Linked DNA regions of Arabidopsis thaliana: region 1 is linked to region 2. A link is a contact called in public capture Hi-C data. All regions are on one chromosome and are shown on one strand. Each heading gives the region's core, a stretch centred on a gene start, on an enhancer-like site or on the middle of the called end of the contact. The rest is flanking DNA. Distances are from core to core; before and after follow the strand shown.

Region 1 (4,451 bases), core at 908-3,407, 52 kb after region 2:
TTTCCAGAATCCAAAAGCTGAAGGGTTGTGTTTCTTGTGGTTTCTATAGAGCTTAGCTCAAGCATGGTTGATGCTCCTCTTAAAATCTTCAATCTGCCAAGAGAATCCACTGTGAGGCTTCCAGAGCGGTCTGAGATTGGATTGTTACGGTTAGCAATCCAGACAGGTCTGTCCTGGCTATCAGTATTAAGATAAAGATTGTTGAACCAAATTCCAAGATACAAGTTTTCTGAATTCTTAAAGTTGAAAAACTTGAGTTTGAAGATTTTAAAAGCAGAAACGAGCTCTTGCCCATCTTTCAAGAACTGACCCTGATGTAGCGTATCTGTTTCACTGCATGATTTTCCTAACAAGAGAGATAAAGTAAGAAGAGAGACAAAGATGCCATTTGAACACATAGTTTCAGAAAGATGGATGATTTGGCAAATAGATTTCTTTCTAAAGTGGTTTTTTAAAGATATATCTTGTTTGTGATCAAAGTCATATCAGAAGTTCCAAGTCTACTACGCTGGGAGACAAAATTGAAGTCTTGGCCGTTGAAGTTTCTAAGCAACAGCTGTTATCACAACTAATTAGCAAGAAAGTGACCACAAAATTGAAGTTGACTCTTATTACCTAAAACAAGACACATACATAACAGAACCAGACGCCATGCTCTTGAGCAATTGTTTTTGTTTTTAACGAACATCTCACGCCTGTTGGGAGAATACAACACCCAATAAGGATTTAAAAGGGGGAGACTACTTACCTGAGAAATAAAAAGCCAATTGCTACCAAGAGAGGAGAAACAGAGTTATATCATTTCTTCATAAAAAGACAAAAAAGTATTTCATCATGGTTCATAAAACCCCAAATCTTATTGGTAAAGAAAAATAAATAATTTATAATCATTTTGTTGAAAGAAAAAAACCCAAAAAAAAAAAAGAAATAAGAAATCCAAAAGCTTCTTGTATTGATTGAACGGAAAATGTTGTTAGAGTACATAATAATAACCCTGTTTTACTTGGTAAGGAGACCATTTTATTGGTTTCAATGGTAGAAAAGAATACAAGAATCAGACTTAGCTTGTAACATATAACTGGTTAGAAATAAAGACTCAAGTAAGGTATATCATCCGTGGAATTGTTGACCTTCGAATCTTGGGTTACAAGCAAACGTAACAATCGTTGAAGCTATCGATGGAAGATAAAGACTTCCTCGAATCCATTCTCTAGCTTATTAGGTCTTCTCTACAATCCACAACAACTTGAGAAAGACGACTATGTATGAAGTACCTCGAAAGAAAGTGAAGGAATAATGAGAAATGAGAGAAAATTGGTAACTCAAGAGTGTGATAAACTGCTCATATTGTTTCTCTACTATGTGTGGGTTCCGTGGAGAAGGAGAAGAATATACGACATAGTTTTGATAAACCAATTTAAAAGTTTTAATGATTTTACTATTACAGTATTAGATGTTTTCGAAGCTAGAAGATTTTCTCTCTTTTTCTTTTTTTTTGGCAAGAATTTAGGTAACAAATATAACAACTCAAAAACAATATTTTTATATTTAAGTCTGATATAAAATAAATAAATGATAATAATTTTCAAATTATAAATTTAAAAATCTAATAAATTATAAATACAAAATGATAATTAAAAAGACGCTAAAAACTTCAATCCGCCTGGGTGGATGGGAAGAAGCAAATCTTTGAGTGAGTTTTTAATTCAAGAATAATTAAAATACTCCATTTGGTGATTTGGTGGACCGTTAGAAATTAAAAGCAAAATGCAAAAATATTCAAGTGGGATAACATAATTTAACTGACAATTTGTTCATGTTTCCACTAACTTTTCTGATGGAAAAAAACGCACTATTTGCAACTATAACGCACTAATCTCTTAAAAAAAAAGGTTAACCATAAACTCTAAACTCTTCCAAAAAAGCTTAAATACTCCTAACTAACCAAATTAATCTTTTAAACAAAAGTCAAAAAGTTACAAATTATATGAAAACTCACGTCAACCCCAGTTACAATATTGTCTCTGGAAAACTTCCTAAAACTAGTACATTAAATAAATATTTATAGAAAGAACCGTTCATTAGTTTTAAATTAGAATACTAATTAACATCACAGTAATGCCGTTCTTAACTTAATAATTTTTAAAACAGAACACACAGATTCTTAAGTACTTCCTCCTCCACTCGAATATCTTTTTATTCTCTCTCTCTCTCTCTCACATTTAACCCCAAAATCATGGATCGCCTTACCAAGAACAAAACCCTAATTCATCATCACTTGTCTGATTCTTCTCTATTGGTTTATCTTTTATGAACCTTCCTCCTTGGCCGGTCTCTCAATATCCCCGGTATGTAAATGTTTGACCTCTATCTTATCTCTTCTGTTCTGTTCTTTGTTTTGTCTTTGTTTGTCCATTTTTGGTTGTTACTGGTTCCACACGTGTTCTCCGCAGCTTTATTTTTAGTGCTCTCTTTTATTTTTAATGTAATTCGCAATTTTTTCTATTAATCGTAGAATTTCCCGGTTTTTGTGGATGTGTTTCAGTTCCGTTATTGCAATTTTTCCAGGATTTGCTGTTTGAATAAAAAATTCTGTTTTTTTTTTCTTTCTCTTTTCTGGGTTAAGATCTTTTTCTCATAGCAAAGGTAATTTCTGTGATTGTAGCATGATTCATTGTTTGTTTTAATAATTTCTCTGAATTCATGTATTGATTCCTTTGTTTCTGGGAGATTTTTGTAGTTTTAGAGTTGTTTTGGTGAGGTTTGATCATGGATGTGACCGAGCTTGAAGAGAATCTATTCGCGGCTAGCGATGCCAAGGTTCGGTTTTTAAATTGAAATGTTCGAATTCGGATTGTAATTGTTGGAATCTGATTAAATTTGCATCTCTGATTATTGCAAACAAATTTTCTATTAGAAATAGTAATTGGGTTATCTTAAAGGACATATTTTTTATTATCATTTGATTTCAATGTTGTTAGAGGGTTTCGTGTTTTTATGTTCTTGGTGTTTGATGATTTGATTGTCTTGTGCTTTTGCTACAGTTACATGGAGATATGTGCAAGGAACTATCTGGAGTTCTATGCAAGGTACTTTCAATCTTCCCGTCATTGGAAGGAGCAAGACCGCGTAGCAAATCAGGGATTCAAGCCTTATGCTCTTTACATATTGCACTTGAGAAGGCAAAAAATATTCTTCAGCACTGTTCTGAGTGTAGTAAACTTTACTTGGTCAGTTTTTTCTCTCTTTGGACAAGTTTTATGCTTTCTCGTTTCGTGTGTTTTGCTTCTTTAATGTTCTACATTTTCCAATGTGAACAGGCCATAACGGGGGATGCGGTTCTTTTAAAGTTTGAGAAAGCAAAAATTGCTCTCATTGATGGTCTTAAACGTGTAGAAGACATTGTTCCTAGCTCAATTGGGTCACAGGTAATTATTACTCAGTTCATTTCACATTGTGATGATTAAGATAAGTCCACTTGTTGATTGATAGTTATGATGTTTATAGTTGAGAAGTCTGTTTTTTTTTATGTATGATTTCTTCAGATTTTGGAAATTGTTGGTGAACTAGAGAACACCAGGTTCATGCTTGATCCATCGGAGAAGGAAGTCGGTGATCAGATTATTGCATTGCTTCAACAAGGGAAGAAATTTGACAACTGTAATGACAACACCGAGCTTGAAATTTTCCACCGTGCTGCTACTAGACTAAGTATCACTTCTTCTAGAGTGGCTCTGGCAGAACGAAGGGCTTTAAAGAAACTCATTGACAGGGCACGCGCCGAAGAAGACAAGCGTAAGGAATCAATTGTGGCTTATCTTCTGCATCTTATGAGAAAATGCTCCAAGCTATTCAGAAGTGAGATCTTGGATGAGAATGACTCTCCGGGTTCCTATCCATGTTCTCCTAATGAAGATCATGGGAGTGTTCATGGGTTTGGTCGTCAGCTATCAAGGTTTGGTTCTTTAAACGACAAGCCCATGAACAGCATAAATTCAGGACAGATGCCTGTTCCACCCGAAGAACTGAGATGTCCCATATCTTTGCAACTTATGTGTGATCCTGTCATTATTGCTTCAGGGCAGACTTATGAACGGGTCTGTATTGAGAAATGGTTCAGTGATGGGCATAATACTTGCCCAAAGACTCAACAACAGCTCCCACATATCTCTTTGACTCCCAATAACTGTGTTAAAGGTCTTATTGCGAGCTGGTGTGAACAGAATGGAACTCAAATTCCTAGTGGGCCGCCGGAATCTCAAGACCTCGACTACTGGAGACTAGCTCTCTCTGACTCCGAGTCCACCAAATCACAGTCAGTCAACAGTATAGGGTCGTATAAATTGAAGGGCGTAAAAATTGTTCCGTTGGAGGAGAATGGTACTACTGTTGTTGAACGACAAAACACAGAAGAAAGTTTTGTGTCTGATGATGATGATGAGGAGGATTCT
Region 2 (4,557 bases), core at 1,844-4,343:
GGTTAACATTAGATATCTTCCTCTATTCTGCTCTAAATCAGACTACAAAATGAAGAGCACGAACTAGCTGATACAATAAACCAAAGATAGAAACCTTAGTTTGTTAAAGAGCCTAATAGGTCCCCAAAAGACTCAAACGCCTAAACACTTGAAGCACTATCCTAGCTATATACTCATGCTAGATGAAACCCTATCACATTGGTCTTTCTAAAAAGTTAAGATTTCTGAGTTCTGAACCTTGGACTGAGAATGGTTACCACATTTTCCTAAGATTTCAACTACATGGACTCTCTCTAAGACTTCTGAACCCTGAAATATAAAAGTAATAGTAGCTTACCACTTTGATGTTTTGTGTAGTAGCTACACTTTTCTCAAAGTGAACATCAGAGTTACCAGCTAATAACTTCTCCAACCTCAGACGAATTTTACCTTCATCTTTCCTAACTGTATTCCCACGAAAGTAAAGAAGCGTTGTACGAGCCTCAAAAGGATCTCCCATACCATCATCGCCCTCCTCATTCAAAGACTCAACAACATGTACATAAGGAGAAACTACGTCTTTACTTAAACGTGCCATGTCTTTAGAATAACGCCCAAAATCCACAACAATGAGAATCGACGCATTCACTTGTTGCCTTAGAAATCTGAAAGCATTAGGATGTGTCATCGGAATCACATGATCTTTACCTCCTGAACGATTCCAATACTTCGAATTCTCAAGAAACTCCATTAACTCAACCTGATCACACAACATGAAACAATAATGGTGGCGATTCATAAAGATTCAAAATTGGCAACAAAGTCAACGAATTTGACATTACCCATCATCCCAAATCACCGGAATTTCAAAAATTTCGATTAAAATTTGACAATAGTTAGGGTTTATAGTTCATAATTCGATCGCCAGACGCTGCAATGGTGGCGATTCATAAAGATTCAAACTTTGCAAAAAAAGTCAACGAATTTGCCATTACCCATCACCCAAAATCACCGGAATTTCAAAAATTTCCGATCAAAATTATACCTGTAATAGCCGATCAAATTCAGTATCTGGATCAGTCATGTTCTTCCCATGAGTATTAAAACTCAACGAAGAGAAAAAAGGAACATAAAACACATCCGCCAAATCCGGATCAAAAACCCTAATTGCTTCATTCTCATCCTCACCACCGTTAAGAAGAGAAGCCATAAGCCAATACTCAACGCTATGTTGTCTTTTAATCCCAGAAGTCTGAGGCCAAGAAGGTAAATTCTTCCCTGTGATAGGCTCAACATCTGAGCTATGAGGATCCATCATCGCGATATTAAACTTTCGTGGGAGATCGTACATGAAGACACGGAGAGGTTTTCCAGAGGAGCTACAAGGAGAAGAAGCTCCATTGGGTTGGGATTGGAGGAGGTAGAAGTAAGGTCTTGGATCGACGGTTCCCATGTAGATTGAGAATGAAGCAACGAGGAAGATGAAGAAGACGATTGTACATATTGTTTTGCCGTACATTTCTTCTTCGAGAGAGATGATACAGAGAAGAAGAAGAAGAAAGTGAGAGATTTAGATCCAACGGTCTCTGTTTTGGGTTTTTTCGTTGCTTGGTGATTGTAATGAGTTTTGATGAAATGAAACGTATTGAGTCATTAGACATTTAATGATTTATGATTTAAGAAAGATTCTTTCAGTTACAAACAAATTTACTGTAGTTGTTTTTTCTTTTTCTTTTACACACAACATAGGTGTTGTAATTCAAGAAATTGCACATTCACTTTAGAAGTTTTAAAAGATTAGGTAATTGCACATTACAATCAATATTTTTTTGTAAAATGATCACTATACTATAATAGAAGCTAAGGATGTTGAACACACAAAGGATTCAAAAAGTAAATGTTTGGTTTTCCGGTTCGATGTTGAAAGACTGAGTTATAGAGGTAATGGTTCGAATTACCATTTTTGCAACTCTTGTTCATCTTATTTGATTGTGGTCAATTGGAAAAAACGTTTACGGGTTTCTTTTGGTTTTCAGTTTTGTTACCAACAATTTGATCATTGAGACATTGACAATCCGATTTTGTTCACATGTTTGAAAATAACGAGCGAATGGGCCGAACCCTGCTGACTCAGACTTGGTCAAAGTTTTTCTAAGCAAATTTCATTCTTGGGCCGAGTCTAGGGATAAAGCTCATATCTAGCATTTATGTATAACCAAAACACATAGGTGCATATAGACTAGACGAGTGACAGTCCAGGATACATACATATAGATATCCTGATAATGATATCCATCCTTGCTTTGTGAGGATCGGACAACTATGAAGAATGGACTAAAATTGTGCTTGCCTCAAAGAAGAAATTTGGTTTCCTCGACGACCAACTTGTAAAACCAGAGGAAAACTCTCCCCAGCTATGATGATTGAAAATCCATTAATTAATACTCTCTTGATATCTTGGATCAAGATAACTATTGGTCCGAGACTTGGCTAATATCTCACACAAATAGTTGGTACGTGATGTGTGGGAACATATCATCACGTAAAGAAAGGAAACGTAGTTTGCTTTATTTAACATACATAGACATAGTTATGTTCACGACACTTTAATGTCTACATGTTTTTTTGCGTGTTGGATTACATCCCAAAACAAAAAAAAAACATTTGTGTCAAATGTTTTTAATTAAAACAACGTGTCATTTCCTTTTAACCAAATTTTCTTCCCTAGATATATACCCCAATACATGGTAGTAGATCTTTTTTTTGGTTTTTTTTTTGGTTCAAAGGTAGTAAACTAATTAAGCCTTGATTTTATTCCTCTTATTCTTCTTAGACTCGTATTTAGTTCACGAGTTACGTACAAAGTTTGTTTTTTTGTCTAAGCAAGCGGAAATATTTTGTAAGATTATACCATCTACTTTTGCTGCATCGTATTTAAAAGTCAGAAAAACAACAATGTCACTTTGATAATGACATCTGTCCATAGACATGCAAAATTGATTCAAATTTATGAAATCACCTTTAAATTGTCTAAGATATTCAAATTAAATGACTTCAAACTTTAAATCAAAATTTTACCAAATCTACACTTCAGAACAAAATGAATCTGAATAAAATTAGATTTAGGGAAACGTAAAGACTTCATTATGGAATAAATCGTGAGGACTTTTAAGTCATTTTGCATCTCACTCTCACGCCGTAACAGTCTCTCTCTATGACACAAAGCGACGGTGTTCCCGTTCTGTTCCGTTCCGTTAAGTTTCGGACTTATATTACAGAACTGAACAATCGTTGTCTTCAAGTACGAGATTTGTCTGATTTTTCCAAAGCGCCGATTCGAAGATTTGAATCCATTTCAGTGATGCCGTTTTGGAAGATGAGCGCAAGAGATGTCACTGGATTCAAATTCCTCTTCTCACTCGTCTTCATCTACGCTTTAATGTCAGCTATTGTTTACTCCGTCCTCCACATGAAATTCATCTCTCCGCTTCCGGCAAACGCTCCTCTCGAACGATTCTCTGAAGCTAGAGCCGTCGAACACATCCGTGTCTTGGCTGAAGAGATCGATGGTCGTCAGGTGATGATTCGCCGCCGTTTCATCTCTCTCTTTTCTCTGTCTCTCTCTGATCTTGTTTTTACGACATGGGTTTTGTAGGAAGGACGACCTGGACTTAAAGAAGCTGCAACGTATATAAAATCGCAATTGGAGATGGTGAAGGAGAGAGCTGGACCAAATTTAAGGTTTTTTTGAATAACTTAAATGCTTGAGATTTCATCACTCTCCAAGAAAAGAATGTTTTTTTCTTGTGAACTTTTTGTGTCTGAGCTGAAAAATGAATGCTTTTTGTTGCTGTTATAGGGTTGAAGTGGAAGAGACTCAAGTGGATGGTTCCTTTAGCATGATGTTTCTAGGACACAGCATATCACTTGGATACAGAAACCATACTAATATACTTATGCGGTACTAAAGTTTGTTCCTTTACTGGTACATTGAGATTTATGGTTTTTACGTGTTGTTCAGGAGACTTTGTTGTTTGTATTTATGATTCACGTTGGGGTTGACCATTCTTTGTGTTATTTTATTCAGTCATCAATAGACTGCAACATTGAATGATTGTGTCCCCAATTATTAATGCTAAACATTTTCATCGTTTTTTTTTTTTTTTTGCAGTATCTCGTCAATGAATTCTCTTGACACTGATGCATCTGTATTGATGAATGCACATTATGACAGTCCTGTTAACTCTCCTGGAGCTGGTGATTGTGGGTCATGTGTAGGTGAGTTTGGTACTATATCTTTAGATTTACCTTCTAAACCATTAAATCATGGATTTATGTGTTTCCGTTTTGCAGCATCACTACTTGAATTAGCAAGACTGGTAGTGGATTCTGGTTGGGTCCCGCCTCAACCTGTAATTTTTCTCTTCAATGGTGCTGAAGAGCTTTTTATGCTGGTAATACAGTTATGCTGCTTAGTACTCTTTCGTATGGAATATTGTTTAATGAACATTCATCTTCTTGTTCTTGATGAATATTGTTATTGATACATAGTATGAGGTTTCTCTTATAGTCAAGCTG

The links. Capture Hi-C pulls out chosen DNA fragments and counts their contacts.
Region 1: a capture Hi-C map of seedling shows a contact between it and region 2, with 1.8 times the contacts expected there. The contact joins the promoter of AT1G67530 here to the promoter of AT1G67420 in region 2. A contact is called at or near these places in 2 of 26 Hi-C or Micro-C datasets (root and vegetative nucleus) and 2 of 3 other capture datasets (seedling and shoot).

What each region holds. Positions count from the first base shown.
Region 1 is chr1:25,305,460-25,309,910 of TAIR10.1, forward strand. AT1G67530 (ARM repeat superfamily protein) reads left to right here and starts at 2,158. Exons shown (of 6, transcript NM_105420.3): 1 at 2,158-2,348; 2 at 2,741-2,820; 3 at 3,045-3,230; 4 at 3,321-3,428; 5 at 3,546-4,451. The coding sequence starts at 2,770. It overlaps AT1G67520 (lectin protein kinase family protein), which reads right to left and starts at 898. Exons shown (of 10, transcript NM_001334310.1): 1 at 1-898.
Region 2 is chr1:25,252,071-25,256,627 of TAIR10.1, forward strand. It overlaps AT1G67420 (Zn-dependent exopeptidases superfamily protein), which reads left to right and starts at 3,094. Exons shown (of 19, transcript NM_001334294.1): 1 at 3,094-3,556; 2 at 3,635-3,720; 3 at 3,839-3,940; 4 at 4,151-4,257; 5 at 4,333-4,433. The coding sequence starts at 3,194. AT1G67410 (Exostosin family protein) reads right to left here and starts at 1,612. Exons shown (of 3, transcript NM_105408.4): 1 at 1,025-1,612; 2 at 338-739. The coding sequence starts at 1,498.